Regions from separate parts of the Mus musculus genome. Here region 1 is linked to region 2. A link is a contact called in public HiChIP or PLAC-seq data. All regions are on one chromosome and are shown on one strand. Each heading gives the region's core, a stretch centred on a gene start, on an enhancer-like site or on the middle of the called end of the contact. The rest is flanking DNA. Distances are from core to core; before and after follow the strand shown. Region 1 has its middle 23 kb from the start of Utp15. Region 2 overlaps Arhgef28 (Rho guanine nucleotide exchange factor (GEF) 28).

What was found. HiChIP or PLAC-seq counts read pairs in DNA pulled down with a chosen protein or histone mark.
Region 1: a FOXA1 HiChIP or PLAC-seq map of pancreatic cancer cells shows a contact between it and region 2. The contact joins two enhancer-like sites. A contact is called at or near these places in 1 of 15 datasets of contacts at CTCF or cohesin (the NIH/3T3 cell line) and 2 of 115 datasets of contacts at active chromatin or transcription factors (embryonic stem cells and pancreatic cancer cells).

What each region holds. Positions count from the first base shown.
Region 1 is chr13:98,238,703-98,241,692 of GRCm38.p6, forward strand. No RefSeq gene overlaps it. Among named protein-coding and RNA genes, the nearest start is that of Utp15, 23 kb to the right of the region's middle. Within about 2 kb of position 1,464, at least 4 of the 459 cell types and tissues checked have an H3K27ac peak or open chromatin away from gene starts, as enhancers often do. A contact at or near this core is called in pancreatic cancer cells, where this site is marked.
Region 2 is chr13:97,989,790-97,992,847 of GRCm38.p6, forward strand. The region is part of intron 11 of Arhgef28 (Rho guanine nucleotide exchange factor (GEF) 28); the gene reads right to left. Among named protein-coding and RNA genes, the nearest start is that of Gm34388, 97 kb to the left of the region's middle. Within about 2 kb of position 1,337, at least 4 of the 459 cell types and tissues checked have an H3K27ac peak or open chromatin away from gene starts, as enhancers often do. A contact at or near this core is called in pancreatic cancer cells, where this site is marked.

The DNA of each region.
Region 1 (2,990 bases), core at 214-2,713, 250 kb after region 2:
ACTCATTAAATTAGCATAGCTTATGCTCTTAACCTTTTGGACAATAAAACGATCATATACACCAAGCTAATACGATTCATTTGAATAGGGAAAATCTGAATTAATAAATGTTTGAAGATGACAACATTGTTATGGTTTGAATCCGGGCCATCCCTCAGAGGCTCATGTATTTTGACACCTGGTCCTCAGCTCCTGACCCGGCTTTATAAGTATCATGAAATATAATGTGGTGATGGCTGCAAGGTAAGGGTAAGGCGGCAGGTACCTAGCAGGCCTGTGCAAAGCTGTCCCCTGAAAAACCATGCCTGGTATGAGAGGTTTATGTCGGGGAAGGGAGGGAAAAGGGGTAGATGCAGACAGAGCCACGAGGACAGAGAAAGCAGGAATAAAGGATAGAAAGAGAGAGAGGCCGGCTCTCGTGGGGAACAGAGAGAGAAAAAAAGAGTGAGAGTGAGAAGGAGGGGGAGAGAAGAAAGAGGGAAGAGAGAGGAGGGGAGAGGAGAGGTGAGGGGAGGGGAGAGGGGCTGGGATAGCGAAACGTCCTCTTGTACACTGCCAGGCCACCTGCACCCGGCAGCGGCACAGGTAGCAACGGTGGCATGTGATGACATAACTGCTGCTAGTTCTCTGGGAGGAGTCTGTAAGCCAAGAATGAGGTTATGGAACTTTTGGTGTAGGGGTCCTAGCTGGTGGAAGTGGCTCACTGGGTGGGTCTTGAAGGCTCTGCCTCCGATTCCAGGCTCACGGTCTCTGTGTCCTGGCTGGTCATGACGTGACGACTCCTGCACACTCCGCAGCCATCATGGGCAGATCTGTCTGTGACCCCTATGCCTTCCCTGCCATGGCAGAGTGTACGCTCTGAAATCACGAGCCAAAATAAGTTCTTCCTGACTCTCGTACACTCCTTCACTCAGGTAGGAGTGTTGAGAAAAGTAACAGAGACAAATGCCATCAAATTTCCTAGTGTAGCACCAGTGAGCTAGGGGGAACCACCCTCTTGCTTTCTTCTCATTTGTATAGACTGCAAACCATACCAGGTACTCTCTTCTTACTTCAGTTGATCTCAAGTCAGTTATACACCTATTTTACCACTTTGTATACCTCATTTACTCAGAAAATATCCTTAAGAGCTGGGTAAATAAACTCAGTGTTAGAGTCCTTACCTAGCACCTGTGATGACTCAGTATACATACAGTGCATGCACGCGCACACACATACACACCCACACCAATATAATATATATATGTGTGTGTAGTATATAATATATATAAAAGAAAACTTGAACATAATTCTTACCTAAATGAACCAATGTTAGTAATTAGATAAGCTAAGAAGAAACTCAAATAAACCAAAAAGAAAAGAAAACCAAAAGAAAAAACAGTGGCGTTTTCTGTGTCACCATAGTGTTTTCTGTGTCACCATAGCCTTTCTCCCAGCAAGCCTTCAGGGGACGCCATGTTTGCCCCATCTGGCAGATGTGCAAGCCAAGCCTGTGCTTTCCCAAGGTTAGCCAGCGCATGCTCTTCCCATTATTCCACGTGGTTGAGAAGCTTCATCTTTTAAAATAGAGCCTTGGTTAGATTTGTTTCCCTATTTCTGGTTATAATCTACTAATAACTACATCTATTCTTTAAATCTACTTGGTTAGCATAGCAATAAGCAAAAGGCTTGTTTGCGTTCCTTCTGAGAACTTCAGAGAAGGCGCAGAGGCCGGTTTCTCACGCTTTTCTAACACCGCCCTCTTGTGGACCAATAGTGAGTTGCGGCACCATTTCAATGTCTCCTGATTAACAACTTCCAGAAAGGTTTTCTATTTGAGTTGGATCTCATCGAGAAATGAAAGCTATCTCCGTGTTACATTATAAACTCTAAATACAATGTTTCTCTGCAAGGCAGCACCAAGTGACCATTTACTCAGTCCATGGTCAGTAAGCACCAGAGATGTATTAGGCAAAAAGTTAAGAATACAAAAGTGAACAAGACCATTCTCTGTATTTATACAACACAAAACATTATTTTGTGCACTGCTCTGCTCGGAAACGTGCACCTTTTAAACTGGAGACTTGAGCTCAAATCCAAATTTGCCACTAACTAAGTGTATGACTTTGGACACATCACCTAAACTGTCACCCAAGTGTCATTGTGTGCAGAACTAGATACCAGTATTACCTGCTCTATCTAGATACCCAGTGCTCTGTGAAATATTAAACAGTGTGTGTGTGTGTTTCAGGAAAACTGATATTTCCTTGGATGAAGGAGCTTCAGGGACAAGGGGTAACCAGGCACAGACCCTGCAGTGAGAGAAAAGACTCGTTCTCCAGGATCCATGGTGATAATACTCACTCTTCAAATGTACCAAAGCTATAGAAAGCACTGCTAGGTGTACAATTGCTTGTACATACAAAAACCCGAAATCCAGGTTATAATTGATTGTAGATGTAGAATTCTGAAAGGCGTCAGAATGCCCATCTGCAGGGGACTGGTTGCAGTGATTGTGGTACCGCTGTACAGTGATGTGGGACACAGCCTAGGAAAGAATGGGGTAGAGCCACAGGCACGGAGGTATCCCCAGTCTCAGTGCAGCCTAAATGGAAAACTGGAATGCACAGCTGGAATGCACAACTGGAATGCACAACTGTGTGCTGCATGCCCCCATCTGTTTAGAAGCGAGCTAAACACATACAACTGTGTTTAAAGATGTGCCAACTACAGGGGGAAGAATATTGTACTTATTGGCTTCTGAACCCTCTGTCTGGATGCTAGAATGTCTCCAGAATTGCAGAGCTTCGTATTTAAAACCACATTTCCCAGAAACCTTTGCAAATAATGTCCCGGATGAAAACTGGCCTCCTAGATGAGATGGATGTGATGGTTAATCACAGGTACGGACTTGGAATCACCTGGGAGAGAGGCCTCTAGACGTGTCTCTGTTTAATGAGGTTTAACAGAGGAGAGAAGAGCCACCCTGAATGTGGTTGCACCATCCCGTG
Region 2 (3,058 bases), core at 87-2,586:
AGCAGAAGAGAGATCTGGAGGCATGTTTCTACTTTATTTATTTCCTCATTCAAATGAGGAGTAATTCCAGCCACACAGGCAACACCTCCTCTGTGACTGGAGCTGCTCTGATAGCATACCTCTGAGGGCAGACTAGGAACGACTGACACCTCCCACCTCCCACCTCCCCTCCGCTCCTCTCTGAGTCGGTTAGAGTCTTTAATTTTAATGAAAAATGAAGCTTGGTATAAATATTCCTGATAAATGTTATTGGTTTGGAGTTATAGTAGATTATAGCTAGTTCAAGATTCTGCATGGTCTCCTAACACACAGTCTAAGATTGGAGAAACACGTGCATCAGAGCGTGCCTGATTAGAGTTTTCAGCTATGGTCTCCGCGCTGGTGAAGTGGACTCTGTCAGTGCGCAGTAATATCCTACTGTGGGTCTGCCACCTTCCGGTTACAGTACAAGGTATTCTATCGCTGTGCACACTTCCTGGATGCTCCATCACTATCTTACTTTCAGCACTAGGAAACAGTGACAACTCTTCTCTGTCCAAGCCTGGAAGGCACTCTTCATGGTTGCCTGTAGACTTTATGGTCATAGCCCACTAATGGGATGTCAGGTGGATCCATTAGGCTATAATCAGAACTTTCCTTTACAGTGACATAAAGTGTAAGATCCCAGAACACATTCCACAGGCCACTGTATAAAACTGCTTTTTTTTTTTTACCCTGTGGATTATGATGAGACAGAGAAGTGTTTGAGGCATGTGAGTTTTAAAATCACACAAATGGTTGTTTCCCGTCAACTAAGGTTTTGTTACTTGATATTTTAAAATAGTCATTTTATGGCTTATTTTGCTTCTTGATTTCTTAAAAGAGCTATGGACTTTAAGTAATATAATCACTACATCCTATACATATGAAATTGTTGGGTTTTCCAGAAAGTTAACTTTTTTGGGGGGGGGGATATTTTCTTTTTCATTTCAAATGTTATCCCCTTTCCCTGTTTCCCATCCTCCCAGAAACCCCCTATCACATCCTCCCTCCCCCTGCTTCTATGAGGGTGCTCCTCCACCCACCCACCCACCCACTGCCACCTCCCCACTCTCCATTCCCCTACACTGGGACATCTATGGAGCCTTTGTAGGACCAAGGATCTCTCCTTCCCTCGATGCATGACAAGGCCATCCTCTGCTACATATGCAGCTGGAGCCATGTGTACTCCTTGGTTGATGGCTTGGTCCCTGGGAGAAAGTTAACTTTTATGACAAACAGTCACAGAAGGAAAAGACTCTGGAATGAGTCATTCCAGCCACACGGTCAACGCCTCTGTGACAGGAGTCGCTGATAGCATCCAACTGAGGGCAGACTAGGAACGACTGACACCTCCCACCTCCCCTCAGCTGCAGCTGCCACAGGAGATGACTTGGCCTCGCGAAACTCCCATGGTGGAAAACAGAGTGACCCAAATGCACCCGGCTACACAGCTCAATCTGAGACATCAGCTCACATTCTGGCTGATAATGGGAAACCTACAGTGTGTTGATGTTTCTGCTACCATGAGTGTGCTGTGTTCCCAGTTGGAAAGGATCCAAAGAGAACGTTATTTTATAATACCTTGACTAAAACTGAGAAAGAACTGTGGAAACAAATAACCTATCCATGGGCTATTTGTCCCAGGGTAAATTGTAATCATAATTTGTTATTGTCTCCTTAGGGAAAGTAAGTTAACTGTGGCCAACACGCTGTGACCTGAAGACAACCATGACTTTGCCACTAGGATTTCAGACTGGTTGAGATACCATGGTAAACCCAAACTTCCCAAAATTGTTAGTGTGGCCGAGATTTTTTTTCTGCTTCCTGCTCATCTTTTCTACGAGCTCTTGCATCCTTTGGGCACAGAGGCAGGGATTGAGAACGGGTTCTGCGAACTTCTGCTGTCCTGCTAAGCTGAGAAAGGTCTTCTGTGGCTTTTAGATACAGGATAGGCAGAAAGCTGCAGCATGTGGATTCTAGTGTGTGGCCCCATCAAACATGGCTCTAGCCCTCAGGAAATGGAAGATTCATCTAAGTTAACCTAGTCCCTATACCATCTACACTTTTGACTGTGTGGCCCCTAAATTTCTCTTTCCTGTCTCTCGTGCTATTGATCACTTTGGTAAATTTCACTGCGTGGTTTCTGTCTCTCAGGCTCCACACTCCCATGGTAGCAGGCACTGCTGGGATGGAGCTGTAGTCAGCTCAAGGCAACAAAGGATTATCTGCAGCCACCGGCCTGGCCTCCCGGCCATCATTCCTGCATCTCTCAAGATGGAGAGAGTGCACACGAGTGGGCTAGCCTGTGGAAGCAGCCTGACAGAAGGTGTTCTCAGCAAACCAGCCTCTCCTTCTTCCTCCGAGTAACTGTGTGTGTGTTGGCTGAATAGGTGGGTGGATAGGGAGACATCTGATAGGTACTGTGCAGTCCAGGCTGACCTTGAGCTTGTAATCTTCCTACTTCTGTCCCCTGAGTCCTGGCTTAGTTTTTCTGATATTCTAAAAAAGGAAAATCTCTGTATTTGTAGCAAGTGGATTTTTAAAATTCCCAGAACAGGAACATGAAAATACAAATCTGAAGTTCTGGGAATATTTTTATTAGGAGAGCAGAATAACTATGTGTGCTTCGTCTGCCTTCTATGACTAAATTGTCTCTTTAAACAATCAACTTCTTGAGATCTGAGGGGCACTTAACATAGCCAAAAGATTCTGCCAGAATGTGTTAAGTCGCACACGGTTTAATCTACTTTTGCAGAACCACACAGAGACTGTCCTACGCTGTTGGATTTCTATGCCTAGCACATACAAGCCCCCCCAAAACCTACATTGTAATTAAACTGTATAACTAATTGAAAATAGCCACTCTCTGGCATCTATAAGACTGCAAAATAAACTACAAGCCTAGGTAAAGACTTCAGGACTTATGGTTAAAATAACCTTTTATATCAATACTTGGCACTTTAAAAACAACTCAGTTTGTAGATTCATATAAAATCCAGTCCGGTAGGAGGTGTGCACTGCAGCTGGTCCCCTCGCT